Regions from separate parts of the Mus musculus genome. Here region 2 is linked to region 1. A link is a contact called in public promoter capture Hi-C data. All regions are on one chromosome and are shown on one strand. The core of a region is the stretch at or near the end of the contact, and the rest is flanking DNA. Distances in the headings are between cores, read along the strand shown. Region 1 holds the start of Fam81a (family with sequence similarity 81, member A). Region 2 overlaps Aldh1a2 (aldehyde dehydrogenase family 1, subfamily A2).

Evidence for each region. Promoter capture Hi-C pulls out the DNA fragments that hold promoters and counts their contacts.
Region 2: a promoter capture Hi-C map of pre-B cells shows a contact between it and region 1, with 7 times the contacts expected there. The contact joins the enhancer-like site here to the promoter of Fam81a in region 1. A contact is called at or near these places in 7 of 39 promoter capture datasets (the C10 cell line, the HPC-7 cell line, HPC-7-derived erythroid cells and 3 more).

The regions. Positions count from the first base shown.
Region 1 is chr9:70,138,770-70,145,422 of GRCm38.p6, forward strand. It overlaps Fam81a (family with sequence similarity 81, member A), which reads right to left and starts at 2,788. Exons shown (of 9, transcript NM_029784.2): 1 at 2,544-2,788.
Region 2 is chr9:71,237,467-71,244,119 of GRCm38.p6, forward strand. The region is part of intron 1 of Aldh1a2 (aldehyde dehydrogenase family 1, subfamily A2); the gene reads left to right. Among named protein-coding and RNA genes, the nearest start is that of Aldh1a2, 25 kb to the left of the region's middle. Within about 2 kb of position 2,660, at least 7 of the 459 cell types and tissues checked have an H3K27ac peak or open chromatin away from gene starts, as enhancers often do.

The sequences.
Region 1 (6,653 bases), core at 1,538-4,037:
AATCCCTAGCAAAGCTGGCAGAGCAGAGAATGAAGCCAGCTGCTCCTGAGTTCGTTGTTTATGACTTTTTCTGAGCCTCAAGTGAAGTAGTTTCCCTGCCTGAGTGAGCAACAGTCACCAGACAGGCTATTTTCTCCCCCTCCTCCCTCCTCTGTTTTTTTTCTAGACAAACAAACAAATAAACAAAAAAGAAATTAAAAAAAAAAAGTTGTGTGTGTGTCCCAGCACACACTGCCACTTAGAAGAGTCATTCTGTTCTTATACTGTGCTCAGATTCTGAACCTCTGGCTTGGGTTGTCCATCTTGGTGACAGGTGCCTTTCTCTGCTGAGCCATTTTGCTAACCTAAGCCTTGTTTTTTTGTTTGTTTGTTTGCTTGTTTTATAGAAAGGGTTTTGTTTGTTTGCTTGTTTTTGGATTTTTAAGGTCCTACAACACCCTAATGATTCCATCTTGATATTTGAGAGACTAAATAAACCCTGTCTTTTTCAAAATGTGCAGAGCAATTCTGAAGGGCCACCAGGTCTGGCAAGTACCAAACCAGGAACACAGGAATGAGGGTCTTGAGAAGACAGTATCACATTCTAAGAGTTAATACGTTGGAGGTGGCACTAAAGAATATGGGCAAGGTCATCCTGGTTCTCAGAAGAGGTGTTGTGAAGGAGGCTGTGCTCACACCCTGGCAGAGGGGAGAAGGGGGGTGGGGAGAGACAGGCTCGGAGACAGGAAATGAAAATACAGGAGTGGGCTGCAGGATACATGAGAGGAGACACGGTGGGTTAGCAGCCAGCACGGGTAGGAGAATGAGTCCTTTGCCAACGAAGGATCTAAGGTCCAGGACTTGTGGGTCTTTAAAGGGGTTGTAGGCTCACAGGCAGAATTCTTGAGCAATGAGGACTTTTGTATCTGTATGCTAATGCGATTTCTAATATGTAAACCATTAAAGATTTCTAAGCCCTCAGGTAGCTGAGCTGGCAAAAGCTTACTAACTGGAAACTTGGCTTCCCAGCTCACAGTTTTACAGAGAGAGTCAGATTTCCATGGATATCAAGAGTGTCCTTGGAACACAACGTCAGAGGCATCTCAACAGTCCAGTGATGGGAGTCATGGGGACCTGTTGTGGCCCCTTGGAGGAAAGGGAAGTTTATGGATGAAAAATGGCCTCTGTGTCATTTTTAGTTCCAGCCAGTGCTAAAATTAGAAAAAATACCACAGCCTGTAAGTCACCTCTACACACACACACACACACACACACACACACACACACACAAGCCAAGGTAGATACAATGTGCATTTCTTAATAAAGAACGTATTTACTCTCAGAAAGCTAATTCGTTAATTTTTTAATTACATTTATTCGTTTAGCTCCTGTGCCTTGTGTGGGTGTGGAGGTCAGAGAACAAGTTGTGGGGGTTGGATGATTCTCTCCTTTCACAATGTGGGTTCCAGAGATCAAACCCAGGTCCTCAAGTTTAATGGCAAAGACCTTTACCCCACCCCCACCCCCCACCGAGCCATCTTGCTAGCCCCCTAACCCCAAATCTCCAAAGAACAATGCAAATGTCTGGCCCTAGTTCTAAGTGATTCCCTCTGTAGATCCAAACCAGTTCAACATTATTTCTGTGAAATAACCTCTTAACAGCATACACAGACTTTAAGCTGAGTGCACGCATGCGCATGTCACACACACACACACACACACACACACACACACACACACACACACACAGCTTCTGCACATTGAAGAAATGACTCACTTAATTTGCCACTGCCTGCCACTACTGGGTTTTGATTTTACCTGTTCAGACACAAAGTTTCCTATCAGATCAACTACAGGAAAGAAGTATTTGGCAGCTTGGACCCTGATTGGGTTCAGGACTTAAGTGCACCGAAGGGATTTTAATCTATGCATTTTAAGGAGCCTTTCCGGACCCCAGACTGTTCCCTCCATAAAATGGTAACATTTCTTGCTACTTTGGGAGCCAGCTCATTGGAAACCCCTTGCGGAATAAATATGGTTAAGTCTTGCATCCCCAGAGGGTCCCTTCCTCAGCTCACAGTACCAGCAAAACAGCCTTGTGCTGCAACTGGAAAGAACCAGAGCCCTTCCTTTCAAAGGATGAAAACCAGAGAATCCGCGGGAGCAATGTGGCTAACCCACCCAAGGTCACTCAGCTCCAACTGTGAATGATAGACTTGCCCCTAGTCCTGGCAAACTCTGCACACCCTTGGCTCTCCTCAAACAGTCCCTCGGGGGCCTCTTCTGTCTGCTAGCTTGCAGCCCCCGCGAAGATGCAATGCCACTTGCGCTCTGCGCCTAACTTCAGCCCTGCGCGTCAGCATTCAGTTAACCCTCTCGCGTCCAGAGTGTCACGCGGGGCACACGAGGCTTCATCCCTCACCCCCTCTCCCCAGCACTATCCCATGCCTATCCATGGAGTGGTTGCTCCAAGGTCACATCGACGGTCCCTGCGGAAGCACCCGCCGCTTGAGTCTAGAGGATGCCCGGACATGTGGGGAGGGGAGACACCTCTGAAGACTCACCCGCGCGCGGATCTGGCGCGCCGAGGCTGCCCATGTCGTCGCCGGCGCTCTGGGTGCGGTGGCCGCGAGCGCGGGGCTTTGCGGGGCGAACCCGGCTGCGGGCCCGCGCTCCAATCAGCGCGCGCGCGGCCCGGCCCGGGGTTCGCGGCTCCCCCACCCTGGAAGGGCGCGAGCCGCCGCGCGCCTCCCAGAGCCTCTTCCGGGCGCGTTGCCTGGACGCGGTTGCCGTGGCAGCCCGAGCTGGAGGCTTTCCCCGCGCGCCCGCGCCCAGCCCGCCGGCGCCCCTCCTCCCACCGCGTTCCCACACTCAAAATAGCCTTTCCGCGGCGCCGCGGGTCCCCACCCAGTTCGCTGCAGGGAGTCAGCGGGCGGGGACTTGCTTACAAGAACCTCAGTCCCGTCGTAGGGCGCGTCGACTTGGAGGCAGAGGTAGGTGTAGGGAAGGATGCTTCAATGAGAGCCCAGCCTTCCAGGTCTCTATGTCATCAATCATTTTCCCGGGAATCCTAGCATCCCTTATGTACCAAGCCTGGTTCCCACAAAAATAGTTAACTGCTTTTCCCACCTCAAACTGGGGAGAAGTTAGGGGTGAGACCACAGTCCAGGAAACAGCTCCTTCCAGCGCCACACCTGCACAGGTGATGGAACCCTCCAGGCGACAAGTGTGTATGAGGGAATCACCAAGCCTCGCGCACAAGAGACAGGACCCCTGGGAAAATGCCCGTTTCTCCTCCCAGCCCTCTTCCTACCTTCTGCCTCGCTCCCAGGGAGTTCCAGCTTTGCTCTCCTTCCCATCAGTGCTGGATCCTCAGCAGGAATCACTCACAATTTTGCTTCCTCTCCGTAAGGTGGGGTTTAAGAAGAGTGGAGGATCCCACCTTTGCTCACCTCACTGCGTCTGGTTCATAGCTCTTACGTAGAGGCATGGGCTTACCCAGTGTAGGTGCTCCTGTCTGGCGGCTCTCCTCTGCCCCCAATTCAAAGGAAGCTAGGAAGAACGCAGGCTGTGCAGCCACTTGGGAAAGCTCTGGTCTTGGAATTCTCGATCCTGTAGTTATTTATGTGTCGTCTTGGGTGTTCTGTAATTAACTCGCCTGTAAAGTAATAACTCCCCAAAACACACACACACACACACACACACACACACACACACACACACACACACACACAGAGAGAGAGAGAGAGAGAGAGAGAGAGAGAGAGAGAGAGAGAGAGAAAGAGAGAGAGAGACTGCTAAGGTGAAATGGAGAAGATGAAGATGGAGAAGGCAGGGACTCTGCTCCCCTCCCGGCCATTGCAGCCTAACACATATTGATCAGATAGTTAGACGGGTATAAAAAAGACTGCTGACCAGAGGGCATGGCCTTAAGTCCTGTCTCACGGAGATCTCACCTAATAGTGTTCTTTAGTGTGTGATGGTTTATTTCTCTTTCTGTATCACTTGGTGCACAGCGTGTAAATACGGATGGGATCCAATCCCATGGCGAAAGGTTCTCTGAGAATTTCCACCATTTAAGATAAATTTGAGGGGGCGAGGAGATGGCTCAGTAGATAAGTGCTTGCCTTGCAAGTGTGAGGACCTGAATTTCATCCTCTCTGAATTTCATATATATATGTGTGTGTGTGTGCGTGTGCGTGTGCGTGTGCGTGTGTGTGTGTGTGTGTGTAGAGGGGGGAAGAGGGAGAGAGAGAGAGAGAGAGAGAGAGAGAGAGAGAGAACTCGTGTCGTGCACATATTCTCACACAGGCTCCCCACATGCACAAAATAAATAAACATGCCAGCCATGGGGATTTGGTGTTCACTTGTAATTCCAGAGCTGAGGAAGCAGAGACAGGCAGACAGATCAGGGCTCATAGGTCGTGCAGCCTTGCCTTCTTGATGAGTTCTAAGTCTGTCTTTAAAAGGTGGATCATGCCTAATGAATGATATTTGAGGCTGTCCTCTGACCTACACACACACACACACACACACACACACACACACACACACACACGCACGCACAAATGAAACATATTACTTGCCACAGTGTCTGGAAACACAGCTGTTACGATAAAGTGCCAGCTCTCCTCACAATGAGGCCAGAGTCAGGTTCCAAGGCTTTCTACCTGTTCCCATAGGCTGCCTTCTAGCGCAGGGTGTGCCTCTCACAACCAAGACAGTCAGTTCCTGTCCATTTTGTTTCCTTTTCCCTCCTTCTCCCTTCGCTCCCTCCCTATCCTGCTTCATCCTGCCACGGGCCAGGAGTCAAGGAGTCAAGGTCCTAAGAAGGGGTGGGAGTTGTCACTCTGGTGGCTGTCAAAGCATAACTTTATTACCACAAGTCCTCCTCACACTCTGGGGTAAGGCAGGGGAATACCTGGGAGGCGAGAGGGGTTTGCCGTAAGCGCACACACACCCCGACTTAATTTCTTTTTTTAAACAATCATGCTGATTAACATAAGACACCACATATTTAAAGATTCCTTTGCAAGGCCTGATGGCTCATACCTCTAAATCTAGCAGACAGTAGGTTGAGGTGGACTGGACGCCATTGTGATTTCCAGGTGAGCCTGGGTTACAGAGGGGACTCTGTCTTAAAGAAAACAAAAAAGTAAAAACAATTCACTTAATTTTTTTTTAAAAACTATGATACTAGTTCTAAAATTTCAAAAACGGTGTCAAATCAGGCCTGTGACTTCCTGCTTCTCCCCGCTCCCCCTTTTTTTCAGGCAATCTATTTTTAATCCTAATTTAAGCTCCTTACCCCTTTACACACCTGTCAGGTAAATTGCAGTCACGTACTCAATGTTCCAGAATTGTTTGTATTGTAACTCATTATAGAAAATGGCTTTTTTTCCCTTGCCTTACTTTAATTACCAAACCATGAAGTTACCACAAATTATTATATGCTAGCACAGTTTATTACTAAAAAAAAAAAAATTTTTTTTTCAAAGGAAGAAAACTTGACTTGCCTCGCCTTCCCAAAGGACTACAACTGTAAAACTAAAGATGGTTTTCATCAGTGACAGCCCAGCAGGTGAAGGCATAGACAAAATCCTGCCTCAAAAGATAGATCGATCAAGGACAACACCTAATGTCAGTCTTTAACCTCCTTGTGTCCCCACATATGGGAATACACAACTATACATATGTACCACACACACACACACACACACACACACACACACACACACAAGCACACACAAGCACACACATACAAATAAAGTAAAAAAAAGTTGAGGGCCTAGGTTTGTCAAAAGACGTGTTTGTTGGGCCTGGAGAGGTAGCTCAGTGGTTAAGAGCACTGTTTGCCCTTCCAGAGGACCCAGGTTGAATTGCCAGCTCCCACACAGCAGCTCATGGCCACCTGTAATTCCAGTCCCAGGGGATCTGATGCCCTCCTCTAGCTTTTGTGGGCATCCATGTATGGGGTGCATAGACATACATACAAGGTAAAACACCCATCCAAATAAAAAGAATAAAATGTTCAAAAATATTTTTTAAAAATGGTATTTGTAAGAATGTAAAGTAGGGCTGGCAAGAAGGCTCAGCGGCTAAGAGCACTGACTGCTCTTTCAGAGGTCCTGAGTTCAAATCCCAGCAACCACATGGTGGTTCACAACCACCCTTAATGAGATCTGATGCCCTCTTTTGGTGTGTCTGAAGTCAGCTACAGTGTACTTATGTATAATAATAAATAAATCTTTGGAAGAAAAAAAATGTAAAGTAGATGAGCCAAAACCAACGGGATGAGTTCAAGATGAATATATAGAGTTGTTACTAGTCTGCTCCTGGCCTATCCAAACAGTGTAACCCCTGAGGTATCCAGGTCTGTAGGATGTGTCACAAGCTACTTATTCCTAATAACACGGAGCCGAACAATCCTCCTCTTAGGAGCGGTCACACGTGGGAACAAAGCAAAAAAACTTTCCCATAGAGGAACAGTGAGGAAAAGCCAGTGATGTGGGGGTTGGGACCATGTCAGAGAGGGCAAAGACAAAAGGTCCACAGGTGACCTTCATGAGTAGTTGGCAGGTGAGTTAAGCAAGACCAGGTGGCAGAGAAATGCAAGGAAGACGGGTCACTTTTTCCTGTGGTTTTCTGAGACAGTGTCTCATTATGTAAACCAG
Region 2 (6,653 bases), core at 1,410-3,909, 1.1 Mb after region 1:
CTTCTAGCTCTGTGACAGTCTCTTCATAGCCAAACCCAGCTTCTATTAATATTCAGGTCAGACAAAGATACTCAGCAGTAAATATTAAAATAAAGCTTTAGTAGGCTTGGCTGTCAAAGCACTAGTTTGCCATACAGATGGTTACACAGTGGAAACCAAAGCCAGTTTTCCTGGAAGAAGTATGAGACAGAGTCCCAGCTGGCTTGGGTTTTAGGATCCTTCTACCTAAATTGTATTATTCTTTATGATGTCTTTGTAGTCATCATTACATATTAAAACCTAGCTGTAATGGGAACATGGTACAAGCTACTTGTGAATGCAGAAGGTGAGTGAATTCAGCAGCTGTTGTCTAAATGGCTGTGAAATGTTCAAGCTCACGGAGGGAACAGAGCATTGTGCTTTATCACAACTTCTGATGAGCATCTTACCAGGCACCTGCTGGTGTTGTGCCTGCTCTTTTGGACCTCAGATATAAATGAACGAGAATGGCAAGGCCAGTGGAAATGACAGTGGACTCGATCACAGCACTGTTTCTCAGTTTGTCGATAGGAGATTCCTAAAGTATACTTTTCAGGCTGTACCCCAGAAACTCATCCAGGAAGTGTCTGTCAAGGGGCAGGACGGGTTTGTGTCAGAGATGTCATATATGAGCCTTTTTTTGGTTACCAAGGCTGAGACCCTCAAGACAACACTGAAAGCTAGAAAAGTGTCTAGCAAGTCACTTGCTAGGTATTTAGCATAAAGCCAGGGTTCGAACACCAGCAGCCTTTCTCCCTGTTCCTTCTGCTTCTCCTCCCAACACACACTTCCAATGCTATCAAGGAAAATACTCACAGAAAGTAATGTCTCCTTATATATAAACTCTGACAGTCTGTTGAAATTAAAATGTGGACTAGCTATGCTGCACAGTCACTAGTGGTTAGCTGTGGGAAATGCGTTCTCACTCGGCTTCCTAGGCTGGATTGCAGAGAGCCTGCGAAGCACCTTTGTTCCTAAGGGCTATGACAAGATATTGGCATTGTTTTTAGGATACTAAAATTATATTCTGGTTAAAAACTGTTTAATTTAGACAAGAAACACACAAACAAGTATCCTAATAGTGTGCCATGAAGTAGGACTTTGAATTCAGACAAGGTAGAAAGGGAAAATAAGCAAGGTGAGATGATATTCAGTGTTGACTAAGGGACAGCTCCTCTCAAAGTGAGTCTAAGGAGTCTAAGAACCTTGTCTTTGAAGGGTGTTTTCTAGTTCTTACTGAAAGAAGGACTTGCTACCTATGCAGTATCAGCACAGAGCAAACTTTTATTGAGCAACTGCGAAGGCCACAGTTCCAGTGTCAGAGAGCTATAAAAATAAAGATGGCATAGTGGTGCAGTTGTCCTTAAGGAGCAAACAGAAAAGTAGGAACATGGGTGACAGTATCACAGGCTAATATGATGGATAGATAGCAGATGGCAGAGGATCTTGGGAAGTCTTTTCTGAGAGGTTGTAGTTGAACTGCGTTTTGAAAGAGTGCCATTATTTTAATATTTTAACAAGTAAAGAAAGGGAGTGGCATGGTCAAATATCCTGGCTCATAAAAGTTCATATCTTGTTAAAGAATTGTTGTAGTTTTAGTGTGGAATGTGGGAGGGCTGAGAGTAATAGATTGTCTGAATGTCTATATCTCTCCCAAATTTTTTATGTTGCAACCCAAGTGGTTATCTAGGCAACAGTATTAAAGGTGAAATCTTTGAACAGTGATTAGACAGTTTCCCATGAGTGGGCTGTGTCCTTACAAAGGAAACCTCAAAACAGCTAGCCTATCTATTTTGCTATGTGTGTACAAATTGGGATAGGTGCCATCTGTGAACCAGAAAGTGGGTTCTCACTAGATACTGGACCTGCTGGTGTCTTGATCTAGCTCTCAGAGCTGTGACAACTGAGTCCCTGTTGTCTGGAAACCACCTGCTTTATGTTGTTTTGTAGTAGCAGTTGAATAAATTTAGAGAGGAGCTTAAGACTGCAGGATTTAGGGCACTATCTGCCCATTGGTTTATGCAAGGTTGCTGGTTCTTTCCAGAGGCACCGACTCCCACCATATTTAGGTATGAACACGTGCTCGATAGAAAATATAGTGTTGGGAGTTCAGCATGAGATGATGTTCTTCTGCATCGTTCTGGCTTAGGCATAGGAGAAGGATTGGCTGGGACAGATCAAACAGGAAGAAACACAGAGGTTATTGCTTAGGACAGTACAAATGCTACTCACAGGTTATGCAGCATGGTGGAGACACACTGGTTACTGCCATTTCCAGTACCACACTGCACTGAGCGGAAGGTAGCTGGTTGCTCAGCTTTTGGACTCCAGATCCATTTCGCTCCTAGATGCTGGCAGGTTCTTTACATTCCTGAGCCTCAACTTCCTCATCTGTAGAACAGAAAGGACACATTTCATTTGGCACCCCTGAGCATAAAGTATCTAGAACCATGCCCGTACAGCCTATGTATGCAAATGTTAGATTCCAGTGTTCCCCTGATAATCATGTTTTATGTTTGACTTTACAGTGAATTGACTAGTTATATGATTTTTCTCCTGCCTTGGCTGAACAGAACACAGATCTCTTTAAAGTATCAGCTTGGCAAACAAAAGGAGGAAGTCCAGGAATGCTGAGTAGACTGGAGAGAGCTTTGTCAACAGACCTACCTTCAAGTTTTTGCTCTGGGAATTACCTGTGGCATGAGTTTGGGCTTGAAACACAAATCATTGTTTATTCTATGAGAAGGTAAAATAGTGCCTACATCACAGATTTGACATCTAAATCGAGTGAGATAGTGAGAGTTCTCAGTACAATTTGGGTAACTAATTCTACTAGCTGTTCTGGATTATTTGTGTGAATTTCTACTATCCATGCACTTCATACTAAAACCAAGTGCCTTCCTGGATTATTATTATTATTTCTCTTCCTTCAGGTTGCTTTACTCTTCAAAGTGTAGTCACAACCATGTCTAGATTCCCAGCACAGCTCTTTAAGAACGTGTGCTTTAGTAGTCCTGCCTCTTCAGCTGTGCACTCAAAGATGCTTTCTCCGGAAGAATGGCCTGTTGCTTCTGACAGGCAGATGTGGTTGCTTTGGCTGGGTTTCAAGGAAGCACACAAGTTACCCCTCTGATATTATTATATGCAATTTGAATATAAAACATATCATTTTGGTTGGAGTTGGGGAAATAATTCAGCAAATATGGTGCTTGATTTGCAAGCACAAGGTTATGAGTTTGATCCCCAGAACCCATTAAAAAATCTAAGCACAATGGTGTGACTTTGTAACCCCAGCACCAGAAATGCAGAAACTGGTGGCTCCCTGGAACTTGCTGGCCAGCCAGCCTACCCTTCGTGATGGGCTCTAGGATAGTAAAAGTCCCTGACTCCAAAAAGAGTGGAAGATGCCTGAGGAAAGAATCCTCTGACCTCTACATTCACATGGGCTTGTGTATGCACATGCACCTGTAGACATGAACACACCACACACACACACACGCACACGCACACGCACGCACACACACGCACACACGCACACGCACACACACACACACACACGCACACACACACACACACACACACACACGCGCGCACACGCACACACACACACACACACACACGCACACACAGAGATATCATTTTATAAGCATGTGCCTAGGTGCATAGGAGATACTCAATGAATCCTTCTAAGTGTTGCTAAACACTGCATTAATTCAGCAACAGCGGGGCTGGCCTCCCCCAGCCACGGCACTACACACATCGTGTTGAGAGTCAGGTTAGTCTTATGCACCAGTGCCTAGCGTGGTGCCTAACATGGAGTAGATGCACATAGTAAATGCTTGGACCAAAAGGAGTAATGATAAAGGAGATAAGAAATAGGTGCCAACGGCCTCCCCTAACCTTTTTGTTCTCTCCTTTCCCCTCATTCTTTTCAGTTCCTCTCTTTCTCATAATAAACAGTGTCATGGATCCCTTAAGTATCCTAACTGTTACCTTTTAAAGAAGATAATACTTCTTTCATTTTCTCCCTACAAAAATGAAAAGTGACATGCCTCTATTATAAAGAAATGGCCTCAGCAACTTCTGGAAAAGCACTAGTGGTTAATCAGTTACTTTTTATTTAAATACATATGCTTAATGCTGAATTACATTGTAAAACTCTCAGGGTGATTTATGGTCTCAGTCGGCCTTAATTAACATCCATTCCAGGGGAATAGTAAATGGGAATGGCCTTCACAATTGAGGGCGAACAATGAACTCTCTGGGTGTTGTCCAATTTGTAACATGATTTACATGGAAGCCAGCCCTTCCTTTCTTAGGGTTATCCCTTTTTCATCTGGTGTTTAGGACGGGTTATATATAATCCATAGATAGGAACATTTGCTGTCAAATACGCTGGCTGATTTAGAGCTAGGCCACTAAATGGTCACTATTAATAAAGAGGGAGGGAGAGAGAGAGAAAAAAAATTCTCATCTGAGACTTTGCAGGGATTCCAGGTTCTTGCTATGTGTCATCGCTTGTCCAGCCCATGGCGGTTTTACGAAGTGACCATAATGAAAGTCAGATTGAATGCACAGGATACATACATTTAATCAACAGCCATTGGAGCCTGGAGTGCTGCAAGAGTTATAAGAGCCCTGTGAATGCAAATTTATGGTGAAAGAATCCAAGGGGCGGGAGGAGATGGATGTCTGCTGAATGGTACTACCTGACACGGGACACCAAAAGACTTTCCAGAGTGAGGGATTTCAGTGTAAGGTTTGGCTTGTAAAGCTGCCAGCTGCTTGGTTTCAAAACTTGAAACATTTCCAAAACCTTAGACAAGGCACTTTATACACGCACTAGAGTAAATACTCTGGTTTTACTACCAATTTAAATGTGCTCAGTTTACAGTAATGAGCTTGTATAGGCATTACCTTGTTTATAGAAAGTGGAACAGGAAGAAATGAACATTAACCAGGACCGGTAGCAGTTCCCATTGCCTTCTGCAACACGGACGGACGGATGGCGAGTCTAGTTTCTTCCAGTTTGGAACTATGTCACAACTGATACTGGTGTGTGTGCTTGGCTTTGATGCCATGTTGCTCCAACAGAGTCCCAGATGCTGTCATCCAACCAGCTTCTATCAAAGCCACCCACTAGACTGTGTCTTACTATTTTTAGTATAGCAGATGCAAGTAGCACAGTTAGGAATTATGGGACAGTAGAGTATACATAATTGGTTTTGTTTTAGCCAAGCCTGCTTTCTATAAGTGATTTGGTCTCAGGAGTCATTTATTTCCTCTTAACAATCATTTGCATATGATTTGATGTGGATATGGAAGCCCTGGTCTTTGTCTCTTGGAATGGTGAGTCAAGACCCTCTTTGGCCCTCTTACTGATGGGACCATATGCCAAAGGTAGACAGATGTGTTTAGACTGAGAGACATAATGCCCTTGGCCTAGAGAAGAAGGAAAACAAACCTAGGAGACCCTAGCAAGCATGGTGTCTAGAAGAGAGTAGACACTCAACAAATATTGGTGAAAGAGATAAGAAGCACAGAGAAGGGGGAGGGCAAGGCCTGCTAATAAAAAGAGACCATAGAGGCCCATGGCTAAGAGGCACAGCCTCTCCAGTTCAACTGTGTTTAGATTTTTAGAAAAGAAAAATGGGAGGAGAGGCCACATAGGAAAATTCTAAGGTTAACAAACTAGGAAACATGGGCAGGATGGCATTGCTATTCATGATAATAGAGATTTATTAGGAATTATGAAGAAGAAAGAAAAATTTTCTGAGTCCCATTGACCCCCATGTCCTTTGGGTACATTGCCTACATGCAGCGTAAGACTTCTGATCGCCAGGGTCTGGCTCCTGGTCTTTATTTTTCCATGTCTTTGCATGGCTTCTCAGACTCTTTGGGACCAAGGACACAGACTTGCAACTATCAATAGGACACTACTCAAGCATGAGCATACTCCTGCAGCTCCTCCTTCACCGTGGAGAGTATTAACACAATGCAAAGACTGCCGAAGCCAAGGGCCTGCTTGACTCAAGCCTACAACAAATTAAGAGTTCTCATAGCATGATTATTATATATGCCTGACAGCTTTTATTTGCTTGTTTTCATGTTCCAGACTCTCTGTTTGCTGACTGGTCTTGCTTTAAAAAAAGAAAAGAAAAGAACAAAAACAAAACACAAACAGATTTTCATGTTGAGAAAAGAAACAATTCAGAATGTCAGTGCTTATGTTGTGAGTTCTCCTGGGAGGTGACATCTCTTTATCATTGTGTTCCCTCTTTCTGTCTGTTTCCTCACCTCTCACTCTTGAATATCTCGCCTAGTCATGTATTGCCCTGATGTATTTCCTATCTCCCTGTTTCCTCGACTTTAAGTCATGAGTTTCTCCTCTATTCATTTAGTTACAACATCAAATCCGGGAGATTGTTTTGGGGCCACTTCATTATACTTAAATTTTTTTCTGGCATTATTTTAGTGACTTTATGTATCATTGGAAACATCTTTTTTTCTCCCATGATATTTTCACCCCATTTGTTCTTTATAAATGTGGGATTAATTAATAAACCTGAAATTTGCTTCTCTTTTGGCATGGCTTCCTACTTCTCTGACTGGCTGCTTCTCATGTGGTTTTAGAT